Linked DNA regions of Mus musculus: region 1 is linked to region 2. The links are chromatin contacts, called in public HiChIP or PLAC-seq maps. All regions are on one chromosome and are shown on one strand. Each heading gives the region's core, a stretch centred on a gene start, on an enhancer-like site or on the middle of the called end of the contact. The rest is flanking DNA. Distances are from core to core; before and after follow the strand shown.

The links. HiChIP or PLAC-seq counts read pairs in DNA pulled down with a chosen protein or histone mark.
Region 1: an H3K27ac HiChIP or PLAC-seq map of VIP interneurons shows a contact between it and region 2, with 4 times the contacts expected there. The contact joins two enhancer-like sites. A contact is called at or near these places in 1 of 15 datasets of contacts at CTCF or cohesin (the NIH/3T3 cell line), 1 of 115 datasets of contacts at active chromatin or transcription factors (VIP interneurons) and 1 of 9 other capture datasets (embryonic stem cells).

Annotation. Positions count from the first base shown.
Region 1 is chr11:44,228,894-44,233,821 of GRCm38.p6, forward strand. No RefSeq gene overlaps it. Among named protein-coding and RNA genes, the nearest start is that of Il12b, 170 kb to the right of the region's middle. Within about 2 kb of position 1,253, at least 8 of the 459 cell types and tissues checked have an H3K27ac peak or open chromatin away from gene starts, as enhancers often do. A contact at or near this core is called in VIP interneurons, where this site is marked.
Region 2 is chr11:43,804,687-43,809,763 of GRCm38.p6, forward strand. All of the region lies in intron 1 of Adra1b (adrenergic receptor, alpha 1b), which reads right to left. Among named protein-coding and RNA genes, the nearest start is that of Adra1b, 29 kb to the right of the region's middle. Within about 2 kb of position 3,050, at least 1 of the 459 cell types and tissues checked has an H3K27ac peak or open chromatin away from gene starts, as enhancers often do. A contact at or near this core is called in VIP interneurons, where this site is marked.

The DNA of each region.
Region 1 (4,928 bases), core at 3-2,502, 420 kb after region 2:
AATTCTTTTAAGAGATGAAAAATGAGTAAACCAGCTTCTTTTAAATGTTTGAACTTGGCTTAATCCTTGAACCTGGTTGTAAATTATAATCTTTTAGTTCTATAACTTCCAAAACCATGAAATCTTGTATAATGCTATTATTCAGACACTGAAGAGTGGCTCACTCTCTCCCCAGAAGCCTGCACTATGCCTTGCATACACCTGTACAGTGCTGTCCATTTTATGAGGGTCTCCATACCCCCACCCTATCCCCCCTTCCCCCTGGCCCGTGCATAATTCTCAAGTGTTATCTATTTCATTTCTACAAAATAAACTCACTAACTTTTCTTCACTCTGGCTTGTCCTGAAATTCTTTTCTGTGGCATTGTCAAAGCTCTTCAACTTTACATGCATGGGACTCCTGAAGTTCTTGGTGGCAGTGTGGAGTACATCTGACACTCCTTGGAGTTCTGTGCTCACAAGCTGTCATTTGTCCATATTTGGTATGCTTAGTTTATTTTTGTGGTTTTGATAGGATCTACTGTAGGCCAGGCTGGCTCACACTCTCTATGTAGCCCAGGATAATCCTGAATTCCTGATCCTCCTGCCTCTGTCTCTCAAGTGTTGGGATTGCAGACATGCATGACCACCACTGGCACAAGCAGATATTTGGAAGCCTTGTTTTCACTCAGTTAAAAATGACATGTTTACCTCCTGCCTAGAGTGACTACAGTCTATCAGAAACCTTACCCCAAGCTAAGCAGTCACTGGGATGCTGGCGAGAAAATATTCTACAGCCTCAAGGTTTGGCGCATCCCACCTGTCCTTATCTACTAAGTTTATTGGTCAATGTTGAGTGCTTGAGTTGCTGTCTTCCAAGGGAGGAGAAGGATAAAATTAGAATTTGTGCCTGGGGATCATGTAGAGACTTAGGGAGAACATGGCCTCCTAACAACTAAACCCAGGAGACCTTTGAAGAAATCTTAACCTCAGGCTTCCAGCCTGTAGAACAGAAAATCAATCTGATGCTTAAGCCACCCAATCTGTGGCAGTTTATTGTGGCAGTCCAGGGAAATGAAGGCACATGGGGACATGCTGCTAATGGCTGGCATGAAGAGTAATATGGAGTGACTCCCCAGGCTGGGCTAGAAGAGGCACTAAGGCTTCCACCTGGCCTTCTCCCCCAAATGAGCACCCTTAGCCTCAGGCCACCATGAGGAAATCAGAGCCCTGGAGAGAGTAGGAGTCCTGGCCACAGCCCCAGTGAAGGCCCCAGCTGACAGCCAGATATAATTGTGAGGTGGGTGACTGTGCAAAATCGGAGAGGTTCCAGCCCAGCCTTCCCAGCTGAGAGACGTGCTGTTCCGGCCGAATCCTGGCCAAATTGCCAATTCGTGAGCAAAATAAATGTTGCTGTTTTGAGCCAGTTGCTCTTGGGTGTTTTTTGGGTTGTTTTTTTTTTTTTTTCTTTTTTCTTTTTTCTTTTTTAAAGCAGCAGTAGATAAAAGGAGTATTAGTCAAGGTATCAACAGCTTCTTTTGCTTTCCTGACCTTAAAGGAGTATTTTCTCACCCACATTGGAAAGGTCCAATAAAGCCCTTCCTCAGTTATGTCACTTTGGCTGCCCTTTCCATGAGGTTGGGGGCGGTGCAAGTGTAAGGAAACACGGTTTACTCTAACCGACTTCTGTACTGATTCATACTAACACAGTAATGTGTGCGTTGGCCGTGATTTGATTTTAAGTGCAGGGTGAGCTTTTTATAAGGAAGCAGGTCACTGCCCTTTTATTTAGATATAGGCATGACTGTGTGCAGGGCTTTTGTGTTTAGCTTTCCAGGACTGTAACAAAATACCTAAGCTAAAACATCGACAGGGAAGAAAGGTTTGTTGTTGGTTCACAGAGTCTGTGGACACTCTCTCCGTCATTTTGCCCTTCTGGCAGCATAGCACACCATGGCAGGAACTTCCTTGGAGGAGGACTGTCCACCTCCTTCAGGCGGCAGTGAGGAAGAGTGGACCAGGGTTTCGGTATGCCCTGCATACTCCATGTGTCCTGATTCCTCCCATCATGCCCCTCGTTCTCAACAATGTCAAGCAGCGTCATGCTGAAATCATAACATCTCTGTTCATTCTTAGAGCCAGTTTGAACTTCACGCTCAGGTTTCATTTCTGTTGCTGTTATGATACACTTGGATCAAAAGCCAATTAGGGGAAGGACCAGTTTGCTTCAGTTTACACTTCCAGGTCATAGTCCATCACTGAAGGAAGTCAGGGCAGGAACTCAAGACAGGAACCACGGAGGAGCACTGTTTGCTGACTCGCTCAGAGGCTCGGGCTCAGCTAGCTTCCTTAGACAAACCAGGACCATCTTACCAGGAAATGGCACACTCAGAATGGACTGGGTCTTTCTATACCAATCAACAATGAAAACACCCATTCAAAGAGACATACCCATGGTAAATCTTGTCTAGGTAATTCCTCAAGGGAGGCTCTCTTGTCAGATGACTGTAGGCCATATCACATGGACAATTAAATCCAACTAAGGCATTCAATATTCTGTCTCATACATCAAAACAAATTTAATCCCTCATATTGCAGAATAATGCTGAATCATTGTCTTAGTCAGGGTTTCTATTCCTGCACAAACATCATGACCAAGAAGCAAGTTGGGGAGGAAGGAGTTATTCAGCTTACTCTTCCACATTGCTGTTCATCACCAAAGGAAGTCAGGACTGGAACTCAGGCAGCTTGGGAAGGAGGAGCTGATGCAGAGGCCATGGAGGGATGTTCTTTACTGGCTTGCTTCCCCTGGCTTGCTCAGTCTGTTCTCTTATAGAACCAAGACTACCAGCCTAGAGATGGCACCACCCACAAGGGGCCTTTCCCCCTTGATCACTAATTGAGAAAATGCCTTACAGCTGGATCTCGTGGAGGCATTTTCTCAACTGAAGCTCCTTTCCCTGTGATAACTTCAGCTTGTGTCAAGTTGACACACAAAACCAGCCAGTAGAGTCATCAAAAGTGGGAAACTATGGGTAGAAAGAGGATTTCATCACCCGCTACACAGAAGAATCTTTGAAGTTGACCCTATATACTCTGTTTTCTTTCTTTGCCTGTGACTGTGCGTATAGTGAGCATGTATGTGTGTGCTCTCAGATGTCCCAAGAGGCTGAGACTGGAAATCTTCCTGGATCACACTCCACCCTACACATCTAGACAGGGTTTCTCATTTGATCCCAGAGCTCCCTTATGTAGCTAGTCTAGTGAGCAACACTCTCCAGGGATCCCTTGTTGCTTTCCAAGTGCTGGAGATGGCCAGACTACTGCCCCCGTCTGGCATTTGTGTGGGACTCAGACTCTTAAAGCACAAGTCATTTACCCTCTGATCCTGTTGCCTCTCTTTTTGTTGTTGTTGCTCTTTGAGAGTTTCGAGGGATGAGCACCTGCAGCACAGGCTGTCCTTGAACTCCAGATCTGTTTGTCTCTACCTCCCAGTGCTGGGTTATTGGCATGGACCACTTTATCCAGCTGATATTCATTCTTTCCTTCTCTCCAGCCCCCCATTCTATCTTTTTTTTTTTTTTTTTTTTTTGCCAGGCCTAGATACATTTTCCAAGTTGACCTTAGAGGAACTCACTTTGAAGCCCAAGAAATCCTTGAGCCTGAAATCCTCCTGTCTCAGCTTCTGAAGCAGCAGGGAATCCAGGCAGGCGCCACAAGTCTTGGCGACATCACTACTTTCTCTTTCTGTCTTGTCACAATTACACACACACACACACACACACACACACACACACGGCCCTTCGCCAGCGACCTTGTCTCCACCCTTCGAAGGGTGAAGTTCCCTCCCCCTTCGATACACAGACTACACGGACGCAACACAAAACTTCAGGCAACAATCTGGGAACAGCTTCTTCCTAAAGTCTGCTTCAAAGGCTCCAGGCTCCCTGCCCTGCTCTCAGCGACATTTTGATGCTCTTACTCATGTTATTGTTTCTGTTTCTTTCCCTTGGAGCTCACGAAACTGGCACGAGCAGCACTGTTTTCTCTCCTCTTTGCCGCCCTGAAGAATGCAGGCGAGGCAACCCTCCTCCAGAGGCCCGAGTGCCAAAGGCAACAGTGGGCAGAAGACTTGGAGCCGGTTGTCCTGCACGTGGCATCCCAGTTCCCAAACAGCAAGATGCTAAAGGCCAGCATCAGATGGATACTCACAGTGCGCCCGTCATCATTCACCTTGCTGCAAACTGGGTGCGAGCCCAGACCTTCAACTGAGGGGTGGCCAGTGTGTCGTGATGGATCCAGTGGATGCCACCAATGGGTGGGTGATAGCAGGGAGGCAGAATAGACCAACAGGAAACTGAGAGGACGTGAGATGGGAAGGAGAGCCCTTATCCTGGAGTGTAGTTTACTCCCTCTGCTTACTAGGAGCCATGAACCTTCCCATCAACAGCGAGTGAAAGCTACACACAACACCTAACGGGATGGGGAGACCTGACCTTGGCAAGTTCGCCTCTGACCTCCACATGCGTGCTGGGGCGCGTGTACACCCAAGCCCTGGCACATGCGCACCGCCCACCCCACTCCCCATAGATTAAAATTTATTCTGGTTTTTTTTTTAAGTTCAACACAATCAATAGCGTCAAATTTACAGAGACCATGTGTGAATGTGTGTTTTCCCAAAGATATCCCAAATAATTAATAATACTTAAATACACACTTGTGGCCAGAATATTAGTAACCTCGAGTTTTCTCTTATCTCTAAAGCTAAAAAGTTCACCGCAGAAAATGTCTTTACAATTTCATTTGCAAAAGAAAATTATTTTTTTAAAAAATAAATAAGCCAGCTCGTATATTTTTAATATATAAACTTTTCTTTTGTTTCAAGCTTCTCCTCATCTCTCATCCTTGAGGCATATTGCATCCATTGGGGGATACAGCTCAGCAGGCTG
Region 2 (5,077 bases), core at 1,800-4,299:
TCTCTCCCTTATCTGAGGAACTATTGGTAGTTGATGATAACTTCTAGAGGAGGAAGATTCAGTTTTCTTGAATGGTGTGGCCCTGTTAGATCAACAACACATTCGTGATTATATGGGTACCACAAGTTGGAACTGGTGGGTTATTAATAAACAAATTAAAAGCTGGGCAGTGGTGGAGCATGCCTTTAATCCCAGCACTTGGGAGGCAGAGGCAGGTGGATTTCTGAGTTCGATGCCAGCCTGGTCTACAGAGTGAGTGCCAGGACAGCCAGGGATACACAGAGAAACCCTGTCTCAAAAAACCAAAACCAAACCAAACCAAACCAAACCAAACCAAACCAAACCAAACCAAACCAAACCACCACTACCACCACCACAAACAACAACAAACAAATTATAAAAAGGGGGTCACGAAATTGGGAGTGGGTAGTGAGGTGGGGTGGACCTGAGGGGAATTAGAGGAAGGACTCAGGGGTGAATATGATAAAAATGCTTTGTATGAAATTCTCAAAGAGTTAATGAAATTGATAAATATATTGTATTAAAATGTTTGCAGTGTGGAAAGACACTACGGAGGTTACAAGAGTGCGTGTGTGATATTCCACAGAAAAATGGCTCAGTAAACATTCTAGGCCTTTTAGGAGCTTTATTTGGGGGCATGGGCTTTTGTGATCTTCATCTTCCTCCTTTCCTAAATCTTTTAAATTTTCTGTAATGAACACATATAGTTTTTTTTTCAAGAGGACAAAACTGACTTAATGACTTAATTCTATGAAAAAGTGATGACTAGTCACTCTTGAGAAATATGTCATGACTGTGATCACTTTCGGGCAGATTTTTTTCTTATATGAAAAATTAGAGTTACGTTTATTTGTTTGTTCATTTGAGAGAGGTTGTTATTGTATAGTTCGAGAAAGCCTGGGACTCATAGAGACCCTCCTGTCTCTGTCTCCTGAGTGGTGGGATTAAATGTGTGTGCTACCATGCCAGGCTTAAAATTGAGTTTGTAGCTGGGCAGAATAGCATATGCCTATAATCCCAGGACTCAGAAAGGGGAAGAGACAGGAGGATGCAGGAACTCAGGTTCCCCAAGTCTGAGATCAGCCTGGGCTACATGAGACCCTGTCTTGAGAAACTGTAACTACGTTCATTAGGCAAAAGTGCTTGTGGTTCAATTGTGAGTACTTGACTTTGAATCCTCAGAACCCACATACAAGCTGGGCATATAGCATGATGATCTTTCATTCCAGTGCTCCAGTGGGGAGATGGGAGGCTGACACAGAAATATCCTAAGAGCTCTTGGTCTACTGAGCCTGGTACATAAGGCAGGGAACAAGAGATTCTCAAACCAAAAGAGTTTGGTCTGTGGCTTAGCCTAGCAGACAGGTACTGGGTTAAATACTTATCATTCCAGGGTACTGCCGCCACCACCACCACCACCACCACCACCACCACCACCACCACCACCACCACTACCACCACCACCATTACTAATAAAAGAAAGGCATCAAACAAGATAGAAGGGGAAGACTCGAACCCAAGTTTTGTCCTTTGACCTCCATATATATGTTGTAAGCATGCACGATTGAATGCAGGCACACATAATTAATTAAAAAGTAAGCAAAATCAAGGGGCTGGAGGAAAGAGCGCAGTTGGTAATATTCTTGCTTTGCAAGTCCCAAAGCCTAAGTTCAACCCCTAGAACTCATGTAAAAAATATCTAGGCATGGGAATGCACAGTTGCAATTCCAGCTCCGGGATGCCTAGGCTCCTTGGGCTCTCTGCCCAGATATTCTAGCTTGCTTCGTAAGTTTGAGGCCAAGGAGAAATCCTGTCTTTTTAAAAAATTAGGTATTTTCTTCATTTACATTTCCAGTGCTATCCCAAAAGTCCCCCATACCCTCCCATCCCACTCCCCTATCCACCCACTCCCACTTCTTGGCCCTGGTGTTCCCCTATACTGAGGCATATAAAGTTTGCACGACCAATGGGCCTCTCTTTCCACTGATGGCCGACTAGGCCATCTTCTGGTACATATGCAGCTAGAGACACGAGCTCCGGGGGGTACTGGTTAGTTCATATTGTTGTTCCACCTATAGGGTTGCAGATCCCTTTAGCGACCTGGAGGGCATCATCCTGAGTGAGGTAACCCAATCACAAAAGAACTCACATGATATGTACTCACTGATAAGTGGATATTAGCCCAGATACTTAGAATACCCAAGATATAAGATACAATTTGTGAAACTCATGAAACTCAAGAAGAACGAAGACCAAAGTGTGGACACTTTGCCCCTTCTGAGAATTGGGAACAAAACACCCATGGAAGGAGTTACAGAGACAAAGTTTGGAGCTGAGACGAAAGGACAGACCATCTAGAGACTGCAATATCTGGGGATCCATCTCATAGTCAGACTCCAAACGCTGACACCATTGCATACACTAGCAAGATCTTGCTGAAAGGACCCTGATATAGCTGTCTTTGTTTTTTTTGTTTTTGTTTTTGTTTTTGTTTTTGTTTTTTTTAAGGGCAGATGAATGATGCCTGAGGAGCAATATCCAAAGTTCATTGCTTTCGTATATATTCAGACATGGGTAAGCACACCCATGTGCATGCATGAGTGTGAGTATGCACACACAACAAAATGAGAGTGGTACCTTCTTTTCTTGTTGAAATGTAAATGAATTTTGCTGTCCATTTTGTTTTGGACGTAGCGGCTTGTTGATTGCCTGGGATGGGCAATTGAGCCCTTGATTCTCAGCTTCCTTATGGCTGTGGTTTCAAACAAGAAGGAAAAAAAAAACATTGTTCAGGTGGTAGGTGCTACTCATGGGGAAGCAAGACTCCTTCACTTTCATGGCTTTCACAAAACTGTCTGGGTTGTGAGACCATGTACCGCAGAGTTCCAGCTAGCTGGACTTTGAAAAGGCACCCCCAGCCCTGGGCGAGAGGGTCATTGTAATGACTCTAGGGAACCTCATATGGATTGAAGATATCAGGGACTGTGACATTCAGCTGTGGACACTGGCCTGCAGTCAGGATTCCAAGTTTAATCTCTGTGAAACTGATGCAGGAGCATGGCTATGCTTGCTAATTAGACAGCAGCAGTGTAATTGATCAAATCAGCTCCTTTCATGACGCAAAGCCAAAGAACTCAGCAACAGCTTGTGCCAGCTTGCAGATAACGAAAAAGCATGACTCCTCCCTGAGAAGACCCTGTTGTCTGTCCGCATTGCCTTGCTAACTGCTGGCTCCTCTCAGTGACAGGCAATATGGTGCTATTGCAGTAGCTCCTGTCTCTCTCATGTGGTCCGATTCCAGGCTTGGACAATTTAAATAGTGCTCATTCATTCCTTTCCTGGATTTACGGCAAGCATTAAACTTCATCAGCCTTAAAGAGCCATTGCACTCTGAAAGGAAGCAAAGTCATAGCTGGGGTTCCCTACTGCATTTATGAATGGCTCTGCTGTTAATTGGAAAGCCAACGTATCAAAAAAGAGAATGAAAATGGAAAGCACTGGAGGAAATCACACTTATCGCAGCTGCTAATTATTGGGACCTACATTTCTAGTCTGTTTTGTGCAGATCAAAGGAAGAAACGCACAAGAGGTAGCTTTGGTTGAGTAATGTGAGCATGGGTTTTGGGGGGCCCAAAAAGATGGTTGTAAGCTTTGCTGTTTGTGAGCCCAGAGAACCAGGGGCCATGATCTTACTTTTCAGAACCTTGGTTTTCTTATTGGTAGAATGAAGAGAATTAAATCAACCTCAAAGGATTGTGAAGACTAATAAGATAACAGAGAAACAGCCAGCTCACATCTGAGGATGCCATAAGGGCCGTGTAAATATTAACTTCCCACCCACGTCGTGCCCTCTGAAGAGAGCCCTGCAATCCTGTCTTCAATCTGTGTTTCAGGCTTGTGGGGTCTCAGGCTCACTGCCCATGCTGATGGAGTTCCTGGTTTTTGATTATTCTTCTAGACAAGGGTCCCCATCAACAGAGTTTGTGCCACATCTATGTGAGCTCTGATTTTGTTTTTTGAAACGTGGTCTCATGGGGTGTCTGAGTCTGGCATTTAACTTCCTGGGTAGCCTATGCTAGGCTTGAACTCACTAACTTCCTTCTTTGGTTTCCTTAGTGATGGGATTCTGGTATGTTCCACCCACAAGGATGAGTTCTGAATCTTAAGAGAGGGCTAAACAGAATCCTGGAGTAGGATCTCATGCAAGATTTGAAAATAGCATATTTGGTATTTTTTAATATGACAGTCTTAATATAAGATAAATGAATGTAAAATTAAAATGCTTTTGGATGGCAGTATAGGAAAATCCCTGTAGGAGAGGAAATTCAGCTCTCACCGTAGAAAAGGGGGAATGGATTAAGTAAGATGGGGAAAACAGATTTTCAGGTCTTAGCAAATCCTGTGCAGATACACCGTAATGCTAGAGGTTGGCCTGAAGAGGACACTGTGGGGTATTGATACCCTTTTCTGTCTCATTTTGGGTGTTATTTATAGGGATGCGTTCACTTGTTGAACGTGATATACTACAACCACCATGCTTTTCTGCAGGTATTCCCACTGCAATGTAAAGTTAACCTAAGAAAAAACAAAAGTTGGAATTCCTCACAAATCCTGGATCATGCTTTTTTTTCTTAGTGACCCAGATTTTTCTATTCAAGAACCATCTCTTCTGTTTGTACCTTTTCTACAGTGTCTTGCAGCTGCTCTGAAGCCTCTACCATCCATTTTCCTTTATCCTATAAGAAACATTTGTGGTCCTCCCCTCCCCTCCCCTTCCCTGCCCTTTCCTTTCCCCCCTGCCCCGCCCTCTTAGTTTTCATAGCTCAGGTTGGTCAAACTCACATAGGCAAAATTGATCTTTGGTTTCTCATCCTCCTTCTTCTATCTCTAGAGTGCTAGAATTACAGATGTGCACCAACACATCTGGTTTATATAGTGTCGGGGACCAGACTTGAGGCTTTGTGTATGCTAGATAAACACTCTACTACTATCTCTGCTACATTCCTAGTCACCACATTTTAACGTTTCTTTTTTGATAGTAGGTCTATATTGTAGT